3 separate regions of the Mus musculus genome follow, and regions 1 and 3 are each linked to region 2. Evidence: chromatin contacts called from public HiChIP or PLAC-seq and promoter capture Hi-C data. All regions are on one chromosome and are shown on one strand. The core of a region is the stretch at or near the end of the contact, and the rest is flanking DNA. Distances in the headings are between cores, read along the strand shown. Region 1 overlaps Gm30582 (a long non-coding RNA gene). Region 2 holds the start of Rmnd5a (required for meiotic nuclear division 5 homolog A). Region 3 overlaps Rmnd5a (required for meiotic nuclear division 5 homolog A).

Region 1 (3,831 bases), core at 768-3,267, 35 kb after region 2:
CTCTTCCAATCAGGACAGCCAGCAGACTGCCTCAATCCCCACAGTTCATTTTCTGCTGGACGCTTGTAACCTCTGATTTGACGGTGTTACCTTCTGTCCATGTTCTCAGTCGGGCTTCTCCCGACTCTGTAGATGTTGTGAGCCCCTGACCTGATCACATTTTGTTGTCTGCCTGCTGCTTCTCTCTAGTGGTGCTCACTATTTGTTCTCTTACTTTTTGCTTACTAGAGACTTAACATAAACTTGCTCATTGAAAAAATAAACAGCGATCACAGATCATTCTCTGGACCTCACAGAACAGTCATTTACATTTTATTCCGCACATCTCCCAGGGCCTTCTTTTCTACTGACTTTGACCCTTCAAGTCTCCTCCTGGGACTGTCATCCTCCAGCTTTGGAATGACCCTTTAGCCCCCCCCCCCTTTTTTAAATGTATTAAAAAACAATTTTACAAGACTAACAAAAATGGGTATATTATTGATTGCTTCCTATCTCCTCAAGAAGGCCTTTTTTTCTTCTATTTTTATACAGAGGTGAATGCCTTCTGTTCCTAGTTCTATGGAAATTTATCTGCTTCACTGTGATTACCTTGAGCTGTGTATCCTAACTCCAATTTAGATGTAGAAAGCAGCCTCATTTGCATTCCATTTGCCCACACACGGATAAAAAAGGGTCACAGAATATATATGATCTTCATGCTTGCTCTACACTTATGGAGTATATTTTGAAAAAAAAAAGTATGTGCAGTGATGGTGAGGGATGTATAACTTCTTTGATGGGTAATAGAATATATCAAAAATATTTTAAATATTCCTGCCCTTTGGTTAAAAATATTTTTTATAGAATTTCTCCTAAGAAAATGATCAGTTATGATAACTTGTGGGATCATGTAAGAGAATCAAAGATGGTTGGCAATGCCCATTGGAATTCCAAATATTGAAAATGTCCATCTGAAAGATTAGAGGTTTGGTTGCATAGATTATGATATAGCTAAACACGGATGAATGGTGTTACAGGAATGAAAGAGCAGAATACATTTCTAAGTGAAGAAAGTAATTTATAAAATTGTATGTATGTGTACTATTGTCCCATACTGTGTGTGCATGTCTATGTGCATTTTCATGTGTGTAATTGGGTGCATGCATGCCACAGAATGTCCACATAATGGTGCATGAGTGGACTACAACTTTGGGTGTTGGTTCTTGCTTCTACACATCCTTAGAGACAGCTCTCTTTTGTTGTTTTCGTTCATGAATGGCAGCCTATCTGGCCCACAGACTTCTATGGATTCTCCTATGCCTGCCTCCCATCTTGTCTTAAGAGGACAGGAATTATAGACACTTGCTGCTGTACTGACCTTTAATGAGTTCTGGAGATTCAAACTCAGGTCCTTATGCTTATGTGTCAAGTGCTTTTACCCATTGACATTGATATTTTATCCCCAGCCCTTGTTTATCACATTAAATTAAAAATTTTTACAATAAATCTGAAGTTGCCCTTATAAATGTGCCTCTGCATGTAATGTGCCTTTCTGACTACTGTCAAGCTTTGTTTTCATGACTATTTTTCAGATGCTAAGATTGGATGATCTGTATCTTAAAGGCTTGGACCCAGGTGAAGCTATTTGGATATGGTGGGTCCTTTAATAGACAGGTCCAGTGAGAGGGTGTCTTTAGGTCATTGAGGGTGTACCCTCAAAAGAGATTATGACTCCAACAAATGATGGTAAGGTAGAGAAGGGCAGAGGAGGACACTAAGTTCTGGCCTCCTCTTTTCTTCCTAGCAATGAGCTTTTTCTTGCCACATGTCGTTGCTGCTAAACTACCTCATCATAGATTCAAAGCCAACCACCATTGGCGGCGAAATCCTCTCAACTCTTGAGCCAAGTAATTTTTTTCTCTTTGTAAGATCATTTCCAATGTTTGTTGCAGTGATAAAAAGCTGATAAACATACTAGCAAGCTCTGCTCTGGTGTGTAACTGTTACTTTGGAACAGTGATACTTTGGACCTTGCCTTCCTGATCTGTCAGGTGAGAGCAGACCAGTGCAGACATTAAAGCTAGTTACTCTCCCAATGAGGTGACACTTTGTATGTTAGCCAAGGTCTTATAAATAATAAACTTTCCCTCCCTAGTCTGTGGGGGAAAAGCCTTATTCTCATTTCTGCGTGAATTCCAGTTACTGATATATCTATTCCTTTTAGTGGCTCTTCATCCAGCTTGGGAAATTCTTTCTCATGCACACATTGATCTATATGTGGTCAAGTACTCAAGAGATACCCTCTGAACATCTCTGGAAAAGTGTCTCCATAAAACTTTCTGCTCTGTGGGCTGGAGAGATGGCTCAGCAGTTATAGAGAACTTACTGCTGTTCCAGAGGGAGGACCTGTTCAGTTCTCAGCACCCATGCCAGGTGGCTTACAACTGCCTGTAAGTCCAGACTCCTGGCCTGGCTGGGCTCCCTGTCCCTATATTATGGCATTCAAATTGTCTCCATACATACACAGTTGGAAGAAGAATAGTACAAACACAGTGCATATAGCCAGGGTTGCATAACTACATGGTTAAGACTTCGCAGGTGGCTTTTAGGTATGGATTGAAACAAGATGGAGTTTCAGAAATGGAAATGCCACAGGTTGAGGTCGCTGCTAGTGGGTTAGCTCTAGGGAAGTAAGAAGGAAATCCTGGGTGTGTTGTGAGCTGAGACACAAAAGTCAAGAGGAGAAATAGGTGAACAGGGAACTGCAATCTGTAGCTTCAGGAAGTGGAGAGAGAGAGGAGGAGCAGAAAGGAAGGATGGCTCTGAACTAGACACAAGGGGAGCAGAGGGGAGGTGTTTGTGGAAGTAGTTGGAAGAAATGCTAAGGTATGACAAACCATAAGGTCAATGACAGTCATTCAATGGCTCAAGGGCTAAAGGCACAGCTGCCAAGCTGATGACCTCAGCTTGATCCCCAGGACCCAGGTAGTGGAAGGCAAGCCCTGGTTCCTGGATGCTGTCTTCTAACCTCCACATATGTGCTACGTGTGCACACACAAAATAAATATCACAGAAAAGAAAGATGAATGAAAAGGGGAGGTCGAGTGGGAGACATTTCCAGGGAAGGTTCCTTGGTGCACTTGATACGACCTCAGAGGAGAATGGAGAACCAGTGTGAACATGATACTCTGAAGTCTGTCTTGGCTAGGGGAGCTTTTGCAATAGTCCTAGTGGTGTTTACTTCCCCATGGTAGATGGTAATCGGATTAAATGGTTCAGGAAAAGAGACGCTTGGGCTAGCTGGCTGACCCCTTATCTCTGCAGCACTCTTAGCCTATTGAGTGGCATTGCCCACATTCAGGGGAGACACCCCTCTCAGCTGCTGTACCAACAGTCTCTAGAAATGCCCAGTGACATGCTCACAAGTGAATTTTTACTAGTATAGGCTCTTCTCAATCCAAAGTTGACAGCTAAGTTAACCATCACACTATTTGATGTTCAAACCAACCTTGAACATAGATACAAATATTCCCTGCTTGAGACCCAGATTTTTAAAAGTCTGCATTCAGCCGGGTGTGGTGGCACACACCTTTAATCCCAGCACTCGGAGGCAGAGGCAGGCGGATTTCTGAGGCCAGCCTGGTCTACAGAGTGAGTTCCAGTACAGCCAGGGCTATACAGAGAAACCCTGTCTCGAAAAACCAAAAAAATAAAAAATTAAAAGTCTGCATTCCTGAAAGCAAAGCCCGAGAAAAATACTTCAGAGTACAGTACTTATTTTTATCTATCTATCTATTTATCCATCCACAAGGTGTCATACTACATAGCCTGGCTAGCTTGCCCCAGGGTGGC
Region 2 (3,698 bases), core at 792-3,291:
TAATCTGGTTTGTCCACAAAATGTCAAGTACCAGCTAAGCAGCTCTCTTTTTATCCTTTTCTGCCCTTTTCATTTCTGCTCTACTTTGGTTGTGTTTAGAGCCTAAGATCTTTCATCTCACATCCTATGATCTCCACTGTCCTTCTAGAAATATCTGAAAACACAGAGGGGCACACTGGGAATCCCAACACTAGAAAGATGAAGACAAGATTATAAATTCAAAGCTGGCTTGGGCCACACAGAGAGATTTTACCTCAAAACACCACAAGCAAAAGAAAACAACCAATTTTAGCTCACATATATTCCAAGAATATCTATATCTATCCATATATGTGTGTATGTATATATGTAATATATATATATATATATTATATATACACCTCACATATATTCAAACCCTTTAATCTCATGAGTCAAAATTCAACAGATTTTCTCACACCCCACCTTATTCTGTTAGCATCAAGTATACCATCACCATCAATTCAGTCAAATAATCTTTTCGCATGAAGCCATCAACATGTTTTGCATATATTTATACAGCGTTCCAAAGTGACAGCTGTGTCAGAAGTTGTCAGACTCCTTTACCAGGGAGGAGCAGTCACCCACAACTGAAGTGTTTGGGAAATAAAGGTGTAGAGGAAAGGAGAGGAGAGGCAGGGCTAACACTGCCTTAATCTCACCTGCTACATCCTCATTTCTCCCTGACTAATAAATATCCCTTTAATTTCTGTTCAGCCCACAAAACTGACAAGGGCCCGGACTCTTGAGTAAATCCATAATATTACAAGTCCTTTATCTCTCATTCAGAAAGAGTCAGCATTGTGGCTCCAAGGTACCAGACCTTTAGTGTTATTTTTAAAACACAAAACTCTTTCTCAGAGTTAGCCTTGGCATCTGTGGTACAAGACGTAGGGCCACTGATGAAATAACGTAGGCAAAACACCTTCTACGGAAAAGCTGTTTTCTGAAAGGATTATTAACAAGTACAAACTGGACTAGGTAAGTAACTAGCAACTCGACATCTGCCCGGTCGGACTGTACAGAGGCTACAGCAGGGACGCTGAATGGTTTAAATCGGCCGGCTTCCTAGGAAGAGTTTAGAAGAACTGCCTGCCCACATCAGTCCAACTCTGAAGTTGCAGCAGCCGATGATGTAGAAACCAACCCACAGCTAAGAACGTTAAACTAAGAACCATCAGGGAGAAAAGTCTGCGAGGCCGAAAACTAGACAAAGTCCTGCGCAGACCCTCGTTATCACTCGCACACCTGCGGCCCGCAGGACCCCGCAAGACCCCCAGCCCCGCCCCAGGCCACCGCGTTTCCGGGCGGGTCGCCGCGGCCTGGGGACCAGCAGACGCAGCGCAGGGCCCCGACCCCCGCGCGCCCACGCGCCCGCCCTCACCGTGGCTCTGCAGGATCTCGTGCTTGAGGCCGCCGGTGTAGTCGATGAGCTCCTCCAGGCCCCGCTCGCACAGCTGCCCGTAGCCCGAGAACTTGTGCAGCACCTTCTCCAGCTCGCGCTCCACCGTCACGCACTGATCCATGCCGGAGACCGCGGCGCTCGGCTCCCCGGCGCCCGGGGGTCCGCAGTGGTTCGGCCCGGGCCCCACCGAGGCCGCGTCCTGCTCCTCCTCCCCCAAGGCGGCGAGCGGGCGGCGCGGGAGGCGAAGGCAAGACGGGCGCGCTAGCCGCGGCGCCGGGGGAGCCCCGCGCAGCCTGTGCCCTCCCGCCCCATGGCGCCCCGGCCCCGCCGCTCGCGCTCGCTCGCCCGCCCTACCCGGCGCCGCGTCTCGCCCCGGGCCCCCCTGGCTCGCCGCGTTCGGCCGCCCCTCGGCGGCGCCGCCGATTGTTTTTGTTTTCACGGGAACCGGCCGATGACCTGGTTCTCCCGGGCGGCACCAATAGCCGCGGCCCGGGAGGGGGTCGAGCCTCCCTCACGAGCGGAGGAGGCGGCGCGGGCCGTACCAATCGCGGACTCGGCGAGGGGTCAGGGGGAAGCAGCGGGCGAGCACGGGCGGAGGGCGCGCGGGCGTTCTGAAGGTGTGGGCCGTACCACGCGGGAGGCCGTGAGGGAGCGCGGCGAGGGCGGGGCGAGGGCGGGGCGAGCGACGCAATTGGCCCGCGCAGCTGAACAGGGAACTTTAGCGATAGCGTCAACTACGCGGCCGGTAAACAAGAGGGTGGAAACCGTCCCCGGATGCTCCGCCCAGAAGCAGAAGAGTGACCAATCGACGCGGGGGTTAGGAGCGAGACAAACATCCTCCAATCCTGGGCCGAGGCGTAAAACTTCAGCCAATCCAGACTGAGGAGCCAAACCAATGCGCTCGCTGTTGGAGGGGGGTTGGCTTGAAGAGCGGAGCTTGGCGCTTCTACTGGGAAGCCGCGAGGGGAAACATGACAGCAATTAACGGGGCTGTTTTCTCCAGGATTTCGCCCTGATTGCAATTTGTGTTTTCTCCGCATGGAATTTTGGCCGGAGTTTCGACTGAGAGGCCCACCTCCGGGGCCAAAGGATGTCTGTCTGGCCGCCTAGTGGCGGAGGGCCCGGGCGGGGTCACTAACCCGATGGAAGGTGGTAGCTCTTAGAGGGATGGCCCGCGCCCAGCGTTGGCTCGTTCTTGACGCCCCTCGGCCTGCAAGTGGCCTTCCCTGTCGCCTTGTCCACGTGCTGGGCATCTTGGCGGCGGTCACGAACACGCGTGGGCGAGCTGAGCAACCTGGCCCTTGCTCCTTGCCCTTACCTTGGCGTAGGGCTTTTGCCCTGGTTTACCACGGGGTTCTGGCCTTGGCCTGTGCCCTCTTGCTCACCAGGCTTCTACCCTACTAGCTTTTCGTCAAGTCCCTGCCTCACAGCCTGGGCCTGGGAGAGTCCGCCTTCCTGGGCCTGCAGTTGCCAGCTTGCTTGCCTGCTCATAGCATTCCTACTTCCACCATGGTTGTATCACCTCTGCCTCCCCGAATTTTCTCCATCAATTCATTGTATCTCTTACAGCACAATTTTTTTTTTCTCTCACACATCACTTGTCAAAGTCTAAAATAATAATTGTTTGGAGTTTTGCTTGTTTTGGTTGCACCACTTAAGTAATACTATGAAGGGTAACCCCTTTTGTTGTGGCCTGTTTGTTTCTAGAACACAGCCAGCACCCTGGTGGACAGTCTTTCTTTTCCTTTAATTCAGGTGGTAACCTTTTTAAAGTTCAATTTCCGTTTTTATAATGTGGCAGCTAGTGGGCGGGTGGTTATATATGATGGCCTTTAGTGGTCCTGGATATTTGGAAGTTCAGCTGATGGTATTTCAGGGCTCCTTTCTGTCCCTCATCACGCCATTTGCTTTTAGTCCTCTTTCTTGGCAGATGGCCCTGATTCCTACTTCTCGAAAATAAAAAACCTTTTAGCTCCATCAATCTTGCCATTCTCCTCAAAAGGTTTTCTAGCTACCATCCATTTTGTGAAAATACTCAGGCATCCAAAAGAAGAAAGGGCCCTCTTCCTTTGTAAAACAAGCCCGAGGGTGCCTGGCATCATCTTACTGCTGTCTAGAGCGTCCTTGCCTGGCTGTACTTTAGTTCTTCCTGCTTGGGGATGGAGTGGACCTGACTTAGCAACCTTCACTTGACCCCTCTGAAGCTGTTTCCTTCTTTAGCTGCCACACTGCACAGACAAACCTTGTTCTTCCCCTTGAACCAAGGATCTCCTTG
Region 3 (4,130 bases), core at 284-2,783, 44 kb before region 2:
GCTGACGAAGAATGGGACAGGCAAATATGGAGTGATACCAGCACTTTTTACCAAGGTCCACTTCAATCTATTCAAAAAAGAGAAATGCACAAAGACTAGTTAAATCTCCTATCTGAAAAACTACAACACTGCTTTTCAAACTGCAATCTGAGGTCTGAGAAAATCAAACATGATGCTTCAGAAGTTGAGTATCTGTTTGTGGTGGTACCAGGCAGCCTGGCCCACCACTAAGCTACATCCCCTGCCTAAATACCTTGTCATTTCACCAGAACATATACCAAGAGCAGAAGCAGACAGTCTGACTGCTCTGTAGAAGTGCTTGGTTAGGTGATAAATTCAGCGCAACAACTCCTCCAAGGGCAGTCTAAATATAGTTACCTTCTGGGTGACTTCAGATCTGAGTTTCCTATGTAATTTGTATGAAATGGTCCAGAAAAAACCTGAAGCAGGGAGGTAGGCAAAGTTTCTGTTTTTGTTTCTCCCCGGTGCTGGAGTCCAATGCAGGGTTTGCATGTGGCTAGGCGAGCTTTAGTCCAGCGCCCCATCCTAGCTCCTGACCATCACCCCTGTGCATGTGCCCCCTTTCTGTGCCTTTTGAGATAGGATCTCCATAAGTTGCCCAGGCAGGCCTTGATTTTACAATCCTCTTGCCTCAGCCTCCTACATATCTGGAATTGCAGGCTTGTGACATCAGCTTAAGCTTAATCGCAACATGACTTTTAGTCATTTGTTCACATTAAAAGCTCACGGCATGATATCAACATTGTGTTTTTGCCACAAATAAATCAAACCATATAAAAGTTTGAAATTATCTATCAGACCTGCTACTGAATACCAGAGCCTCCACAAATACTTCGTGTTCCTTCCTTCTTATTCTCAAAGTCCATTACTGCCAGGTGTGGTGGCACACACCTTTAATCCCAGCAGAGAAAGGGGATTTTGAGTTTGAGGCCAGTCTGATTGATACAATCTAGACAAAACGAGTTCCACGCCAGCCAGGGACACACAGACTTAAGTCGATTAATAACGATCTTTAAGAAAAACTGACAAAGGGGGAGGAATTCAGTGTGCACAAGGATCTGAGTCCAAACTACAGTACTGCAAAAACGGTGGAACACACCTATAAACCCAGTGCCCAGGGGGATCAGAGGAAACCCCAACTGGCCTACATATTAAGAGTATCCCCTGAGCCCCCAAAAAGAAAAGGGGGGGGGGGGCAAAAGCCAAAAGCACAACAAATCTTTCCTGAGGAAAGATTACCAACCACTACCTCTTGTTGCTTTTCCAGTCAAGAGCATGCTGTTAGCTGAGATCCCCTACAGATTACTCTACTTCAGTGTGCATATTTCAAAAACACTCACAGCAAGATCATGCAACTGCCAGAAGCTGGTTATCTGCTTAAGAAAAAGAGTTCTTCATTTGCTCCAGCAGCAGCAGCAGCAGCAGCAGCAGCAGCAGCAGCAGAGTACAGTGCTGCTTATATCCTGAGCACATGTAGCACTGGGAAGACACCTGTGCCTTTAACACAAAGCATCCTCTTGACAAGCTGCTATAGTTGGTGCAACCAACTGACAGGCTTACAACTGAAAGAACAAGCTAGCTACAGACAAATCTGTGTGCAGGTGTGGTAAAAAAAAAAGCAGCTCATGTCAATGGCTGACTAATTTAACCCTCCGGCATCTGTGACATAATTTTCTCACAAATGGAAATTACAGGTTAAAGTCCCTCAAATTTATTTTCTTGTTTCATTTTTGTTGTTGTTGTTGTTAAGATAGTGTCTCACTAAGAGGCCCTGATTACCCTAGAACATAGTATGTAGGCTGGTCTCAAATTTACAAACATCTTCCTAACTCTCCCATCACCTCCCTATACCTATTTTAACTTTAACTAGTTAACTGACTTGTTTCCTTTTTAGAGCGGTGCTGAGACTAGACTCAAAGCTTCAAGCCTGCTAGGCAAATGGTCTTCCACTGAGCTATACTCCCAACCTTATTTTTCACTCATGTTATGTGCATTAAAACAAAAACAGAAACAAAAACAAACAAACAAACAAAACATGTTGAATAGCTACAATAGCGTTTTCTGGTTAAATGGCGAAATTTAAACATTCATCTTCAAGGATTGTCAAGTTGAACTCACAGGTAATTCGTCTTTCTGGTTCCAAACTCCAGTACACTGCCTCTGCTCAATCACAGCTTTGATGTTAATTAGCGCAGGCAGCGCCACACAACCTGCTGAGAAACTGAGGGCAAAAGAGGAAGCATCAGTGCCAACCCCAGGGATGCTAACCCTACAGCAGGTGCAGGACAGCTATTCCTCTAAAAAGAAAACAACTCAACTTTTTTCTCCCTCATGCTCCCAGTCCTCAGCTCTATTTCCTATAATTACTAAAACGTAATCCTCTTTACAAGTAAAACACAAACTTCTAGCACTGTCACATAACCCTAGGCAGCGTGGGAGAAGGAAGAAGAAGAGCAAGCTTTCAAAAGATTGCGTTCTGATAGGACATTTAATTTCCACTAACCCCTCAGTAATTAAAAAGATACTTGGCTTGCCTATCAGGAGAGAGGTAGCGCTGGCCTTCTGTGCTGAGAGGGACGAGCCGTCATCATGAGCACAAATCGCATCACTTCAAGGAGGGGTGAGGGAAATGCAAGGCCTAAAGACCAGTGTGCCTCAGACACGGTGGACTTGTGCTTTAGCATTTAAAGGGGAGGAGACTCTTCTGGGCCTGTCTTCTCTTTAAGTATGATTATGCAAGGTTATATGAATAAAACATTCCAAAGTTTTCCCACCAGTTTACAGTTATTTTTTTTAAACTACAATGTCTTCGCCAGTCTCATCAGAAAAGGCTTTCAAGCTCAGAACCAAAACTTTTAACTTTAGTCTAAAATCGTGACCTTTATCACTGTATGGAAAGATGCACACACTTGCTTCCTTTACTGTGACAAACTTACTTCATTCACTTGGAAAAATAACTTAAAACCAAGAATGTCAATAAACTGTGGTTTGGTTTTCATAGAGTAGATCACTTTTTGTTAGAAATTAAATTTACTGATTGATTCATTTATAAATCACAATAAACACAATAAATTTGAGTGTCTGTCGCAAATGAGTTCAAGTAAAAACTGTATTCTGCAACAAGACATAACACAGGTGCTTTGTCAACACAAGCATCATACTGTGGTGAGAAACTAAACGCTTTATGCAAATGCCCTATTGTGTCACAGAGAATGCTAAGAAGATCCAGACCCAAATATCAACTGAAAGCAAGTATCTATTGCCCACCCAAAGTACTGCAGAGCTCAGCAAGCATTTCCTAGGCAGCCAGCATGGTAGTGATGATACCTGCTGAGGCTGGCATCAGTGTCCCCACAACACAGACCCTGACATTTAACTTACTTCTGCTTCTGCATCATCCGTGCAAATGTCAGCAGTGGAAAGGGTTTTGGGACTCCCTGGCTCCCGGGTCACATTTGGAGAACTTGCTGACCTAAACTGTGTCATTGCCATCTGTGGCAAGCACTTCAAGTACCAACTATTATACGTCTCCAGAAAGACAACACAATCTACTGGTTTGATTAAAGGACCAGGAAAAGCCACCCAGTATAATGCCCATTTCAGAGCAACCAGAGCCCATTACTACACCTGACACTGAGAGGAGACTCCACGGAGAGCCCCAGGAGGGCACAAGCATCCCGTGTAAAGATGTCACAGATGTCAGCCCACTGGTTTGCATCAAGTAAGTGAACATATGGTGAGTTTTCAATCCCTTGTCGCAGGTACACGAGGCTTCCCATCAATACCTGAATGTCTAAAAGAAAAAGCTCCAGCACAATGAAGGTGTGTACTCACGTCTCAAACAGCACTGACTTGTGAAGACATGTCCATCCCATGTGACACAGCCTAAAATAATGTAAACGTGGTCCCTAAGCGTGATCGCAAATCCTCCTCCTTAATTAAGTATACAGGAGAGGAGAAGAAGAAAGCACTGAAAATAACGAGCTCAGACTTTCTAGTCTTACACTGCCATATGTGTTTGGTGAATACGTAGCTACTCTGACACGTGTGGCAGCAGCACGTGGTGAGAGGAAAGTGGCCAAGGAGCAAGCCACAGCTTGGTCTTGGTG

What was found. Promoter capture Hi-C pulls out the DNA fragments that hold promoters and counts their contacts. HiChIP or PLAC-seq counts read pairs in DNA pulled down with a chosen protein or histone mark.
Region 1: a promoter capture Hi-C map of liver shows a contact between it and region 2. The contact joins the enhancer-like site here to the promoter of Rmnd5a in region 2. A contact is called at or near these places in 2 of 39 promoter capture datasets (liver and macrophages), 50 of 484 Hi-C or Micro-C datasets (the 3T3-L1 cell line, the 63-12 cell line, B cells and 38 more), 13 of 115 datasets of contacts at active chromatin or transcription factors (the HPC-7 cell line, bone marrow-derived macrophages, embryonic stem cells and 7 more) and 2 of 9 other capture datasets (adipose tissue and macrophages).
Region 3: an H3K27ac HiChIP or PLAC-seq map of double positive thymocytes shows a contact between it and region 2, with 7 read pairs. The contact joins the enhancer-like site here to the promoter of Rmnd5a in region 2. A contact is called at or near these places in 2 of 39 promoter capture datasets (macrophages and maxillary cranial neural crest), 5 of 484 Hi-C or Micro-C datasets (the C10 cell line, LSK cells, embryonic stem cells and 2 more), 3 of 115 datasets of contacts at active chromatin or transcription factors (double positive thymocytes and embryonic stem cells) and 2 of 9 other capture datasets (adipose tissue and pancreatic islet).

Annotation. Positions count from the first base shown.
Region 1 is chr6:71,473,789-71,477,619 of GRCm38.p6, forward strand. All of the region lies in intron 1 of Gm30582 (a long non-coding RNA gene), which reads right to left. Among named protein-coding and RNA genes, the nearest start is that of Gm30582, 3.4 kb to the right of the region's middle. Within about 2 kb of position 2,018, at least 5 of the 459 cell types and tissues checked have an H3K27ac peak or open chromatin away from gene starts, as enhancers often do. A contact at or near this core is called in hepatocytes, intestinal villus epithelium and liver, where this site is marked.
Region 2 is chr6:71,438,596-71,442,293 of GRCm38.p6, forward strand. It overlaps Rmnd5a (required for meiotic nuclear division 5 homolog A), which reads right to left and starts at 2,042. Exons shown (of 9, transcript NM_024288.2): 1 at 1,403-2,042. The coding sequence starts at 1,544.
Region 3 is chr6:71,394,713-71,398,842 of GRCm38.p6, forward strand. It overlaps Rmnd5a (required for meiotic nuclear division 5 homolog A), which reads right to left. Exons shown (of 9, transcript NM_024288.2): 6 at 3,649-3,814; 7 at 2,140-2,242; 8 at 1-67. Among named protein-coding and RNA genes, the nearest start is that of Cd8a, 23 kb to the left of the region's middle. Within about 2 kb of position 1,534, at least 17 of the 459 cell types and tissues checked have an H3K27ac peak or open chromatin away from gene starts, as enhancers often do. A contact at or near this core is called in double positive thymocytes, where this site is marked.